Regions from separate parts of the Mus musculus genome. Here all the other regions are linked to region 1. Evidence: chromatin contacts called from public HiChIP or PLAC-seq and promoter capture Hi-C data. All regions are on one chromosome and are shown on one strand. Each heading gives the region's core, a stretch centred on a gene start, on an enhancer-like site or on the middle of the called end of the contact. The rest is flanking DNA. Distances are from core to core; before and after follow the strand shown.

Evidence for each region. Promoter capture Hi-C pulls out the DNA fragments that hold promoters and counts their contacts. HiChIP or PLAC-seq counts read pairs in DNA pulled down with a chosen protein or histone mark.
Region 2: a contact with region 1 is called in an H3K4me3 HiChIP or PLAC-seq map of neural tube, with 3 times the contacts expected there. The contact joins the enhancer-like site here to the promoter of Grem1 in region 1. A contact is called at or near these places in 3 of 39 promoter capture datasets (the 3T3-L1 cell line, cranial neural crest and embryonic stem cells), 1 of 15 datasets of contacts at CTCF or cohesin (the NIH/3T3 cell line), 4 of 115 datasets of contacts at active chromatin or transcription factors (the NIH/3T3 cell line, embryonic forebrain, forebrain and 1 more) and 3 of 9 other capture datasets (adipose tissue, liver and pancreatic islet).
Region 3: a promoter capture Hi-C map of the 3T3-L1 cell line shows a contact between it and region 1, with 2.3 times the contacts expected there. The contact joins the enhancer-like site here to the promoter of Grem1 in region 1. A contact is called at or near these places in 3 of 39 promoter capture datasets (the 3T3-L1 cell line, cranial neural crest and embryonic stem cells), 1 of 484 Hi-C or Micro-C datasets (nephron progenitors), 2 of 115 datasets of contacts at active chromatin or transcription factors (embryonic forebrain and forebrain) and 2 of 9 other capture datasets (adipose tissue and pancreatic islet).
Region 4: a contact with region 1 is called in a promoter capture Hi-C map of embryonic stem cells, with 2.9 times the contacts expected there. The contact joins the promoter of A530058N18Rik here to the promoter of Grem1 in region 1. A contact is called at or near these places in 2 of 39 promoter capture datasets (embryonic stem cells and pre-B cells), 2 of 484 Hi-C or Micro-C datasets (both in embryonic stem cells) and 1 of 9 other capture datasets (adipose tissue).

Annotation. Positions count from the first base shown.
Region 1 is chr2:113,757,054-113,760,080 of GRCm38.p6, reverse strand. It overlaps Grem1 (gremlin 1, DAN family BMP antagonist), which reads left to right and starts at 1,433. Exons shown (of 2, transcript NM_011824.4): 1 at 1,433-1,590.
Region 2 is chr2:113,594,300-113,596,999 of GRCm38.p6, reverse strand. It overlaps Fmn1 (formin 1), which reads right to left. Exons shown (of 20, transcript NM_010230.2): 12 at 1,831-1,977; 13 at 608-667. Among named protein-coding and RNA genes, the nearest start is that of 4930533B01Rik, 110 kb to the left of the region's middle. Within about 2 kb of position 1,264, at least 17 of the 459 cell types and tissues checked have an H3K27ac peak or open chromatin away from gene starts, as enhancers often do. A contact at or near this core is called in neural tube, where this site is marked.
Region 3 is chr2:113,617,412-113,620,508 of GRCm38.p6, reverse strand. All of the region lies in intron 15 of Fmn1 (formin 1), which reads right to left. Among named protein-coding and RNA genes, the nearest start is that of 4930533B01Rik, 90 kb to the left of the region's middle. Within about 2 kb of position 1,333, at least 13 of the 459 cell types and tissues checked have an H3K27ac peak or open chromatin away from gene starts, as enhancers often do.
Region 4 is chr2:114,012,116-114,015,110 of GRCm38.p6, reverse strand. A530058N18Rik (RIKEN cDNA A530058N18 gene) reads right to left here and starts at 1,546. Exons shown (of 5, transcript NR_028423.1): 1 at 1,214-1,546. Gjd2 (gap junction protein, delta 2) reads left to right here and starts at 1,492. Exons shown (of 2, transcript NM_010290.2): 1 at 1,492-2,047. The coding sequence starts at 1,977.

The sequences.
Region 1 (3,027 bases), core at 184-2,683:
TTACATTCTAGAAAATACTTGGGTGACAGGAAGTGATAGATGATGATGAAGAAAAATGATGTAATGACTGGGAGATGAAATGGACTGTGGAGAAAACGCTAGGCTAGCATCGGCGTTCCAAAAACTAACACTTTGTTTAAGGAGGGTAATTTCCCCTCTTTGCATTTGTTATTTGGAATAGTTCATATGAGTCAGGAAGGGGCATGTAATTAAGGTTTGACTTTAGATGAGAGGGAGTTAATGAGTTTATAAAATAAACTCCCTTTTCTCTGGGGGAAATTATTCTCACACCGGCTCCGAGCACCCTCTTGGTGGGCTCCAGTGAACTCCGCATTCACTGCATTAGAACTCCGTGGGCTTCGGGACTCATAACTCTGCTTAAGTCCACTTGACCAGGATAGATCTTGAAGCTCATCTGATGGCTCTACTCTGTAGACAACTATTAACTGTGGAACAGTGTGTGTGTATGTTTGGGTATGTGCGTGTGTGTGAAGTGCACTAAGAGTATACAGATACAGCTTGCCATTTGCAAAAAGTCATTCAGAACGTCCTAATTTTTGAGATATTAACAGAGGTTCCCTTCTTGCTTCAGTTGCTTTGTGTGTGTATATATATGTCAAATATATATTTATATTATATATTCCATATATATATATGAACAGTACCTGTTAGGTGTTCAGTATATTTCTTACTCCCTCCCCTAACACTTGATAAAAAGGACTGAGTGCTGGGGTCCTTTTAGTTCATTCTTCTGCCACACACTCAGCTCAGGTAGATGGGCATCTGAGCAGAAGGAGCCAGTGCCAAGAAGAAGAGGGTATCCTTTTGCAGGCTGTTAGGGAGCCCGCCTGGGTTAACACCAGCTCAAGGGTTGACACCCTTTACGTTGGGGGCCTCGGGAAGATCCTTTAAGGCTCCTGCTTTGTCTGACCAGACTGTCCAACGGTGCCATTCAGCACAATGGTGAGGAAACACCTAGCTTGTCACGACCCGCTCCGTTGCTCTGCTCAGCGCAGCCGGGACTCCTGAGCGTGGAGCCCCATGCAGGCGAAGTTCAGCCTGCTAGAGAAGCCCAGACCTGGGGCTGGAAAGGGATGAGGGGCTAGAAGCCGGGGTGGGGGGATTTCCTCCCTCGCTCCCCTCTCCAACGGGAGCGGAAAATGTGATTTGCTGTGCATTCCAGGCGCGGTTCCCTGGGGTGACCTCTCCCACCCAGACGGGCAGGGGCAGGGGGGTGGGTGTAGACAAAGAGGCGAGGCGGGCGGAGAGGGGACCCCGCAGGGAAGCAGGAGGGGTGCAGTGGGCGGGGGCACTACCGGGAAAGGGGGCGGATAGCGGGTCCCGCGGCGGCGACGGCGCCTGACCAATGGAGAGACGCAGTCCCCGGCGCTTGGCTGGCGGCATTTAAACCGGAGACCGGGAGATGCCCGACACTAGGTGCGCCCTTCGCAGACCTGGAGACCCAGAGTACCGTGGTAGCGGCGCTCTCCTTCGTCTTCCTCCCGCGTCGAGCCCAAGTGGCTCGAGCCGCGGTCTCACGCAGCGCCACTCGTCCACAGCGAAGAACCTGAGGACCCACGGAAGTGACAGGTGAGCGCGGCGGTATTCTGGTGTGTGTGTGTCTCTGTGTGTGTGTGCGCGCGCTCGCTCGCGTGTGTGTTGGTATGAACCCAGGCTAGCCAAGGAGTCCCCAGGGTTCATACCATCTCGAATTCTTCTCAGTTGTGACACAGCCCCTTGGTGCACCAAAGACCCTTGAGTGCGCATTAAAGAACCGAACCTGGTCCTTCCTGCCGCAGAGGTAGATGTGGTGACTGAGGGGCACTGGGTCCACGGGGGAGGGAGGAAGGTAGAGAGAGAAGTTGTCAAAAAAGTGCATCCCGTTTCCATGTGCTGGAACCCTGCAAACTCGGTCCTGGTGCTTGAAGCACAGAGCCCGCGGGAGTCGCCTGCCGGGACAGGGCACTGTTGCCGAGTCAGAGCCCCGGAGCTGGCATCTCTGTGAGCTGAAGCCGACCTCGCAGCAAGTTGCAAGCAGAGACAGCCTTGAGAGTTGGGTACAGGGCTGGGACAGGGGCGTCTGTAGGAGTGGCGGTCCCAGGGCTTTGAGTGGTAACTGCTAAGGACTTGGGAATTGGTGGCGTGTGCATTTGCGGGTATGGCAGATGCAACTGAGGCTGGTAAGACAGAATCCGCGCGGCTTAACAAGTCGGGGTCGGGTACCTCGAAGCTTGAGTGCACGCGCCACACACTCTTGTGCTGGCTGTGCTCCGGCCGGCGCGTGGCTGTCTTTTTTGAGCCTCTTGGGGGGTTCCACGCTCTCATCCTCCATACAGCAGACCTGCAGGCGCCGGGCAGCCACTACTGGCTGTTTCCCACTTCCGTAGATGCTGGCCGATCTGTACCCCACAGGCCTCGGTAACGCCTCGCTGCGCCTCGCTAGCGACTGCGCTCTACTGCGCGCTTTGCCTCTTGCTCCTCGCTCGCTGCCGCTGCTGTGAGCCATTCCGGTGAGCCCTCTCTAGCTCCTGGTAGAAGTCTAGAGTGAAGGGAAAGGCATGTGGCTGTCATCTCCCTGGTCCTACTTATTTCCTGAATTCTAGTTTGGGAAGAACAACTTCTCTATAGCCCTGGACTGGCTGTTCCCTCTCTGGCGTTCTTCAGCTTAGTGTTTGCCTATGCCCGGCTCTGGCAACCATCCACCAGCGAGACTGGCTGGGGAGGATGCGAGATGACTAGCCTTTCGTCCGAGGACCTTCCAGAGAACCTTAGGGGGCTCTCTGGTCTAGCTCAGCAGCCGTCTTTCCCCTCCCCAGTAGAATCCAAATCCCTACCCTTTGATGGAGAAATATAGCCTAGAAGTGAGGGGTTAAAATCTCCTCTTAACTGTTGGAGGGCAGAATGACGACCATCAGTAAGTAATTGGATCTCTTGGTGGAAAGAGCAAACCCAAGTGGTGCGCACGTCTGTTTATGTTCCCCTGAGATGGTGCCAGGATACGAACTGATTAAAACAATCTACTGTGTT
Region 2 (2,700 bases), core at 15-2,514, 160 kb after region 1:
AACTAATCAATAAAAATAAGTAGGCTGGAGAGATAGCTCCGCAGTTATGAGAGTTCACTGCTCTTATAGAGCATCCGGGCTTGATTTCCAGCGTCAATGTGGCAGCTCACAATTGTAGTTCTAGAGGATCTGACACCTCTTCTGGCCTCTGCAGCCTCCTGCACATATGTGGCACACATGAACTCACACAGGCAAACATGTATATGCATGAAAATATGAATACATATATAAATAAGTCATTTTTCTTTTTTTCTTTTATTTTTTAAAGAAGAATGGCAGTGTTTTCAAGATTTCCTCAATGTTGTTTAGTATCTAGGCAACTCCTGAATGGACCTAGAGTTCAGAAAAGTCCCCAATTTGGTCACGGGGCCATGAGGGGGTCTTTCTGAAGCTTTGTTCTAAGGTAGCTTGATATGCAGCAGCCTAGGGTCTTTCAGACATTTCCTCTTCTAAAGCCCTGGGGTACCCTTCACTGGGGGCTCTCAGATACAGTGTTGTACTGGAGGAAAAGCCATCCCTCCATATATAACCAGTATCCAATTTCTGAATGATAGCGCTACATTGGCGGTGAAAACCCCCTGACAGTTGTCCCAGTGCCGTTTCCTACCTGATCATAGTATCGCAGGTAGTACTTCACAACATAGTCCACCAGATTCATCCCATTGTCCTAGGTTTTAAAGAGAAACTCAAATGACAGCTGTTCACAGAAGACTCTGCGTGCTTCCCAGTTTAGACCCGAAATCCCAGTTCTCCACACTTAAAATTTATGAGACTAAGTCATATTTCTGTTATAGACTGACCAGATTTTCCTTCCTCCTAGTTTAATCCATTTTTTAAAAAATGACACTACATCATCTTTTGTGAGGGGAAAAATAATAAAACAAGACAGGTAATCCAGGAGACAATCTCTGAGACAATTGCAGAGACCAATGTACGAGCAAAAACAAACAAATAGGCAAGCAAGCAAACAAAAATATCTGTTGCCCAATATTTCCTGGCATGCTGCCAAGGCGGGAGGGGGTGGTAAATGCTGAAGGGAGCTATGTACTAGAAGAGAAACCCATCCCTTCCTTCCAACTTCTCAGAAAATGTGTGCTCTTAATGGCGTGAAAAAACAATCAGGGCCAGCTTAAAAGAGAAGCCAAGCTACTTTATGACCCTGGAAGGCCAGGGGGAGCCAGCCCTCCCACAAGGCAGCCTTTGTGTCCTGTTCACAGGGGTCTAATTCTAATTTGCCTGTGTATTTCCCTTCCCTGCCCCCCCCCCTTCCCCACATGGGACGCCCAGATATGGGCTAGTTGTTTCTAAAAAGGTGGCTCTGCAGGGGTGTGGAGCCAAATGATAATCAGGCTCAGAAAGTTGACAGGAGACCCCAGCCCCAATTGTTGTAGGCAAAAGAATAATTCAAATACTAGGCTCAACAGTGTCTGCCACTCCAGAATGAGTAAATTACAAGCGGCCAATACTAAAGCCAAACAGATTCTAGCCTCAGCCTCTGCAGGATGACTGCGGCAGTATGCTTTTTTATCTTGTATTGCAGTAGTGGCTCAACACCTAATCACGTACGCTACAGCTAAAATAACAAAAGGATTTTTATCTCGGAACATGTGGTCTGATCTGAAAAACCTACCATTTTCAAGTCAAAAGAAAAGTGCAGAAGGGAAAAACGAACCTACATGCTTTCAGATAAACAATTACCACGGGGGGGGGGGGGGGTGGGGGGGAAGGTAAGAGAAATGGATCAGTCTGTAATATTTGGTTTTAAATGATAGGTTCAGAAGAAAAATAACCATAGCACATAGACAGTCAGTAAGAAAAGCAAATAAATACCCGACTTTTGACGTCTTTGAGTTTGGGCAGAATTTCTAAACTATATCCGTCTGCTTGCCCTCGCGTCCTGTTTCCTCCATTCATGTAGTTTCCAAAAGCCAGAATGAGAGCTAAGATATCCTTCACACTCTTCATGTGCAACAAGCCCTGCAGTGGCAAACACCAGCAGTTATGGTCTGAACTACAAACACAGTCATATTCGCTCGCTCCACAGCTAACCCTCATTAAAGTAACCAAATCCTGGTAAGTGGCTTGTGATTAGTTGTATCAACAGTTGGCAAATACAAGATACATTTCACTACAGCAGTATCATGTGGGGTGGTGTATGTCACAAACAGCCACAATTTCCTACTTGTGCAACAAAGTTATAAGCAGGGTAAGATCTTATAATGATGAGGGCTGATTATTTTTCATTACAGGTAGTTTTAATCTTTAGAAAGTTCTTATAGGTTAATAACAGACGATGTAGTTAATCTTTGATAACTTCTACAGTTGAAAGAGGTCAAATATCTTTTCAGAGTACCTTTTGGAACCACAGACTTAAATACAAAAAGTATATTCAAATTTAGGGAAGATGCAGTAGCAAGAGTGAGTGTAGTCCTCAGAGGTGAATTATGGTAATGCACTTTAAGGTCAGAGGTTACGTTCATTAAGTTTTTTCAAAAATGTATCTTCGTCGGGTGTAGTGGCTCACGCCTTTAATCCCAGAACTTGGGAGGCAGAGACAGGAGGATTTCTGAGTTCAAGGCCTGCCTGGTCTATAGAGTGAGTTCCAGGACAGCCAGGGCTACACAGAGATACCCTGTCTCGAAAAAACAAAACAAAACAAAACAAAACAAAACAAAACAAAAAAAAAAAACCCAACCAAAC
Region 3 (3,097 bases), core at 84-2,583, 140 kb after region 1:
GGGAGTCGGGGGCTAAGCTATGGCTGTCTCCATACAAATGTATTCTGAGTTCAGGTTTGCCTCCTTAGGCTGTAGCAGGCTAAACTACATGAAAAGTGGGAAAACAGTTCTCGGAGTTCTCAAAACATGGTGGCCACATCACTTTTGGTACAGCCAAAGCTTACACTACTGCGAGAGATGACAAGGAGAGTCTTTGAAAACTGTGATTTCCATGCGACTCTGCAGAGGTGGGTGAGCCCCAGAGGCTAGAACTGTGTCTGCCACGGAATACAGCAACTTAAAGTGATTATTCTCTAGAAGGGATAATGGCAAGAAACTTAGTCAAATAGACAATAACTGGTGATCTATAAAAGTTGACAATAAGCATAAGGTTGTTTTTTAAGTCTATTAAATAACCCGCTTTTTTTTTAGAGGGGCATTCTAACAACACATTTAATTTTATCAATACATACACACACATTTACATCAAACACTATTTCTCAAATATACATTTTTATATCATTAACATAAATGTAGGATGTTCAGATTAGCCAATCAACAATATCAAACAATGTTTTGGATGCATGGCAGACTGAACCGTTTGCAGAAGAGAAACAGAGCCTGCAGTTTGGGGCAGAATTACTGGAATTACTTCAAGTATGTACATATTATTAGTGGGAGTTCATGAGTAAAAATCACGAGGCTGCTGGTGGAATCACCGAGGGCAGAGTCAAGCTCTCACTTCCACAGAAATTATGCAGGTGGGAGAGCCATGTGCTGGGTGGGCCCCTGCTTAGTTTATCAAGTCAAAAGGTGTATTTTGTGGTAGTTGTTACCCCAGCAACACAACACAGTTGCACAGACACAGAAATCTTGAGGGCAAAAGGCTTTCTCCTTCCATGGAGGTCAGCAAGGGGGTGGATGAGGTAGCCGGACTAGTCTTGAGACTCTCTCTCTCCCTGGAGTATGACAGCTGGCTACAAAGAAGCCATTGGTTAATGCACCCAAGCTTAATAGCAAAATGCAACCTGTTTCCACATTGCTCAGCTGGGATGGTTGCAAGTCTTCCATGGTTTTTCTGACCTCAGAGCCTAGTGTCTCCATCTTCCTAGGCACTTACTTTAACTGTAATTTTCTACTCTGGGAAGTGTTTACATCTAAATAGATCATAAAGGAAATAAAAGTCAGAAGATTGAAAGCCACAGGAGAAAACAGAGGAGGAGTGTGTGGAAAGTTCCTTTAAAGAACACACTTCATTAGCTCGGTGGCTGGATTTTGGTATCTAGACTTGGCTACAGGACTCCCTGGCGAAGCTCAGGGCTGGCCGCTTGCTGATCAATGTGCCACTGTCGTCAGATTTAATGCAATATTTGGCTCAGGCCTTTTAAAAAATCCCCTATTCCAGCTAAAATATTTACACAGTCCTATGTGTCTCACTTAATGCTTGTTAAGCAATCGTCCTTTAAAACTCCACAGACTCTTGTAAATCTGTCAGGAGAATTGCGGCCTATAAACAAGGCTTCACATAAAGAGGGCCACATTGTCAATTCGCTGGGAGTCAGGGTTTCTCAGGATTTGTCTGAAAATAAAGATGAAGATCAGAAATAGTTTAGAGTGGGTAACAAAGTGGCCAATGGTCTCCCTCGCTGTACAATGGGATGCTTCCAGACACTGACCTCTGCTGTTTGAAGCCACGTTCTCCTGTAAACCTGTCACGGATCCTACCTTGCTCTTGAGTTATGGCAAAAGAGAGCTGCAGGTCCAACAGCCCTTGGTAGTCTGCATCCCAGGGTCTGACCACTTAGAGGAGATGAGCTGCTGAGACTTTCAAGTGGAGGCTATTATGTGGTTACATGTGAGTTCTGTGGTGTATGTTAGGGAAAACGAGGGGCTGTGAGACGGCTGATTTGATGATAAGCAGAATTCTCTGAGAAAGGCTAGATGTGTTATATAATAAAGCTAGAAGTGATCACCAAATTAGATATCAGCCCTTATGCTAATGAGCTAAAAATAACTTTTAAAGGACCATCTGAGCTCTCTCCTGCTGTCCTGGGTGTGACAGGCATTTGACTCTGTGTCCAAGAGGTGACCAGCTACTTGTAATACAATTGTACAAGCTGTTCAATTACTTATTCTTACTTGCTTAGCTAGCTGTCTTATTTTTGCCGTTTCATCTAAGAACTTACCATTATGGATTGTGGTTTACAATCACTTTTAAAATGGATTTAAAGATGAAAAATAATTTTTAAAATGTACACTATTCATTTGAAAGGTTGCCCTAAGCTTCAAATATTCCATTTTGGATTGGGCTCCCCACCCAAAGGGAAATATGGCTTTGGATTTGTCAAGCACAGTAAGTCCACGCTACAGAACCACCCTGAGATAAGCGGTAGCAGTATTTTCTGATGCTCTCTGTGTGGTTGTAACTGGGAAGGGCTTTAGAAATGCATCTGTGAGGCTGTAGAACAGAAACCAGAGCACATGGCATGCATCGTCCCACCCTAGTCAGATCCGGAAGCTAAACCGTTGCCCTTACAAGCAATCCGATCCTGTTCCTAGCAGGAGAAAAAAAGAAATCTGAAAACAACTAGGGGTAAATTTCTTCCATAGAAGTGTGGAAAATATTTGTTCTTAAAATGTGTTTCTAAATGGCTTGATATTTCAGTGAGTTTATTTAAAATTAGCAGTTAGCTCAGCGCTTAAAATAAATATTTGCTGAAAAAATAAACACATTGAAAAGGTTGAACAAGGTCCTCCTACCCTGCAGATTTTTCTTTTTTATATACTGAGGGATTCGATGATGGTTTTAACAACCATCAAAATGATCCGGAAAAGTAATTTAAAAATACAAATGGTCAGGTCTCGTGTGTTATCCAGCGCCCTAGATTTCCATTGGTTGTTTCCTCTCTGTGTTCTTGACCAAGGATGGTTGGTGGTCCTACTCTTCTGTGGTCCTCCAAACTTATGTGGACATAACATATCTCTGTCTAACTCCTTCAAACTACTACAAGGTCTTAACCTTTACAGTCCAGAGCAGATCACCTTTATGTTTCCGTCTCATCCTGTCAAAGACTCTAGCAGCATTTCTGCGTTAGACTTTCTCCTCCCTTTTTCATGA
Region 4 (2,995 bases), core at 297-2,796, 250 kb before region 1:
ATCTCTTTCTGTCTCCATTCTTGTACCTTTTTTTTTCTGCCCAGAGAGTGAAACCACCCGCACTGTAACCATGACACTGCCTTTCTATGATACACATGTCTCCATTATTTTTAGCGGATTCCTTTACTACTGTCAGTGGAGAGCTGCTTCCTTGAGCTAGCAGTGACAACCCCAAGAGACAATCTTGGGACAGGCGTGTTATGCGGCTCAAGCTTGTGTTCTGTCTGTAAGCATTATGCATGCAGAAGAGTATGTGTAGGGACCCTGGACCCTACTCTGCACCTTTCTTCCTGGCCCTTCCTCAGGGCCACGAGAGATAGATACCCAACCAACTCAGTCGTTCTAGAATCAAAAGCACATCCTGGTGTAGCTTATGTGTATGCTCCCTGTGGGTAATTAAGGCTGCATTATATTCCTAAGACCAGCTAGCAACACTTTCACAGTCATGTTCTTGAAAGGATGACAACACCTTACTCATTGTGCTTTTGGTACATTTATATGACACACTCCCAACTTTGGTGCCTCCTAAAATTGACCCTACGTTAATTAGCAGCCTGGTGTGATCGTCTCAATTTTCCTGGGACCAATTAAGTAGATGCAGTAGATGGAACTGACATCAAAATGTAAATTTTAAGACCGATTCTAGAATCTGTTCTTTGAGCTGGGGAGTGGGAGGGGGAGGCAAATGCTGAATAAGGAGAGTGGGGGTGGGGTGAGATTGTGAGCTGCTGTTTCTGCTAGATAAATACTGGGTCTTCTTAAATCCAGGCTGGACCATGCTGACCTGACTAGCGTCCTCTGCTCCCATCAGTTATGTACAAATGAAATCACGGCCTCCTTATCCGTGCTGGGAGAAATGAGCACGCATTAGGGCCCCTGGCTCGCTGCTAGGCACCTGTTTGGTGGGTAAATACTTTGTACCCAGACCTTCCTGCTCAGAACACCTTCACACCTGCATTTAGGCGTCAGCCAGCAGGGAGTCTCATTAGGTATTCCGCACCTCAGCACCTGATCCACACGCGAAAGTCGGGACCCTCTGCAGCACTCTCGCAGGCGGCTGTCCTCTCCCGGTAAGGGCTAAAAAACTCCCTTCCCCCAACTGGCACCACCATCTAGAAAAGGAATTTTAGTGGTGTCTCAGAAGGCCCAAAGCTAAAGGTAAGGGACAGACGGGGGCAAGTTAAGCCATCTATTCGGGTCCCTCATCACTCACCAATGTGTCTGTTCCTCCTGCGGGAGACTGGCGGCCAGGTGAGGTTACCTGGGCGCCTCAGAAGCCCCAAGGGGCGCTGCAGTTCTCCGTCTCCCCATCTCCGGCGCAGCGGGGGGACTCCAGACCGTCTCCTCCCCCCGCGGCGCGCGGCCGCGGCCCCTCGGGCTCCGACGCTCGGCGACAGCGGCACGCCGCGCTCTGCTCCCCTCCGCCGACCTGGCGTGACGCAGGCGGAGACTACTTAAGGGCGGATTAGAGGCGGTGGCCGCGGATTCCCCAGCCCCGCAGCTAGCTCTGCGCGCCGCAGCGCGGGAGCGCCAGGTGCCCGCTCCAGTGACAGGCGCCGGGGTCCGTGCGCGGACCCTCCCTCAGACCGCAAGATCGCGGGGACCGCGGCGCAGGCACCGGTCTCCCGCGGGCAGGAGCTCGGCCACCTGCACGCTGCCACCCAGCCCCGCCCCTCGCCGGGAGACTGCGGGAGTCCATCTGACCCCCGGACGGCACCGAGGTGCTGTCCAGCTCTTCCGCACCGCGCCAGCAGCTCCATTGGTTGGGACGCACATAGATTGCTTCCCCCACTCCCCTCTTTTAAGTGCAATAAAGGGGGAGGGCCTCGTGGATTTTTTTAAAAAACAATTTTTGTTTGCTTCTTTAATTGGGGGCAATTCGCTCCCTGTCAGGAGGTGAGGCCCGGGGAGGGGCCAGGACCAAGAACGTGCCCGGTACTGCCCAGTCTTTGTCTGCTGCCTCCGGATGCACAGCGATGGGGGAATGGACCATCTTGGAGAGGCTGCTGGAAGCCGCGGTGCAGCAGCACTCCACTATGATTGGGAGGTAAGGGCACCAAGCCAGCCGTCAGCGGCCCGTCGGGCGGCCCTTGGGAATACCTTCTCCTGTCTCTAACGACCCCCATATCCCCAGCCAGTCCTCTACCTCCTCCCCAACCTCTGTCCAAGTGCCAGTGTTGCCTGCATTAAGGGATTACCCGACGCCCAGTGACGCCCCCCTCCTCGTTACTCCTGATCAGCTCCCCCATACTTTCTCTATAAAGCACCACAGGGGGGAGGGGGTTCACACTTCCCTCATCAGAAAAGGACTTGTGGACTCAGTCCTGGTACCCCCCACTCTCCGGAGTCAGCGCCAATCTCCATCTGGTTCCCTAAATAGAATCTACAAGGAAGGCAGAATTGCATTTGGACAGAGAAGGGCAAGTGGGGAGATGGATTTGCTCATCACAGCAGATGCACCATTCTTTAACAGATATTTATTAAGCTAGACCATGTTCTCTGTTAAAACTTAGTGCCAGAGAGCCACACACATAGCTGGCTTCTTCTTGTGAATAATATATCTTTAAGTATATATTTATATACATATGTAGTATGTAGATATTTATTCATATTTATAGCTACCTGCAGCTACCTATTTGTTTGTAGACATGTGAATTTTGTACTCATCACCGTTTCTATAGAGGATTAAGTTCTACATGTAGAGACTAGGATATACACCCATAAAGATTAATACTCACCGCAGGTGTAGATCTTCAAACACAGATCCTCTGTTAAGGATTCTGCATGCATTTGCCAGAGTAAAGGTGCGTTTAGAGTCTCTAGACATTCTTTACATTGAGCTGGACATATATATGTATATGTGTGTGTGTATATATATATAGATATATACACACACACACACACATATCAAAAGGAAATATATGCTACAAAGGGGCCATGAACAGTGTATGAAATTGTGCAGATGTGAGATCCTTGTAATATGAAATAGTCCAAG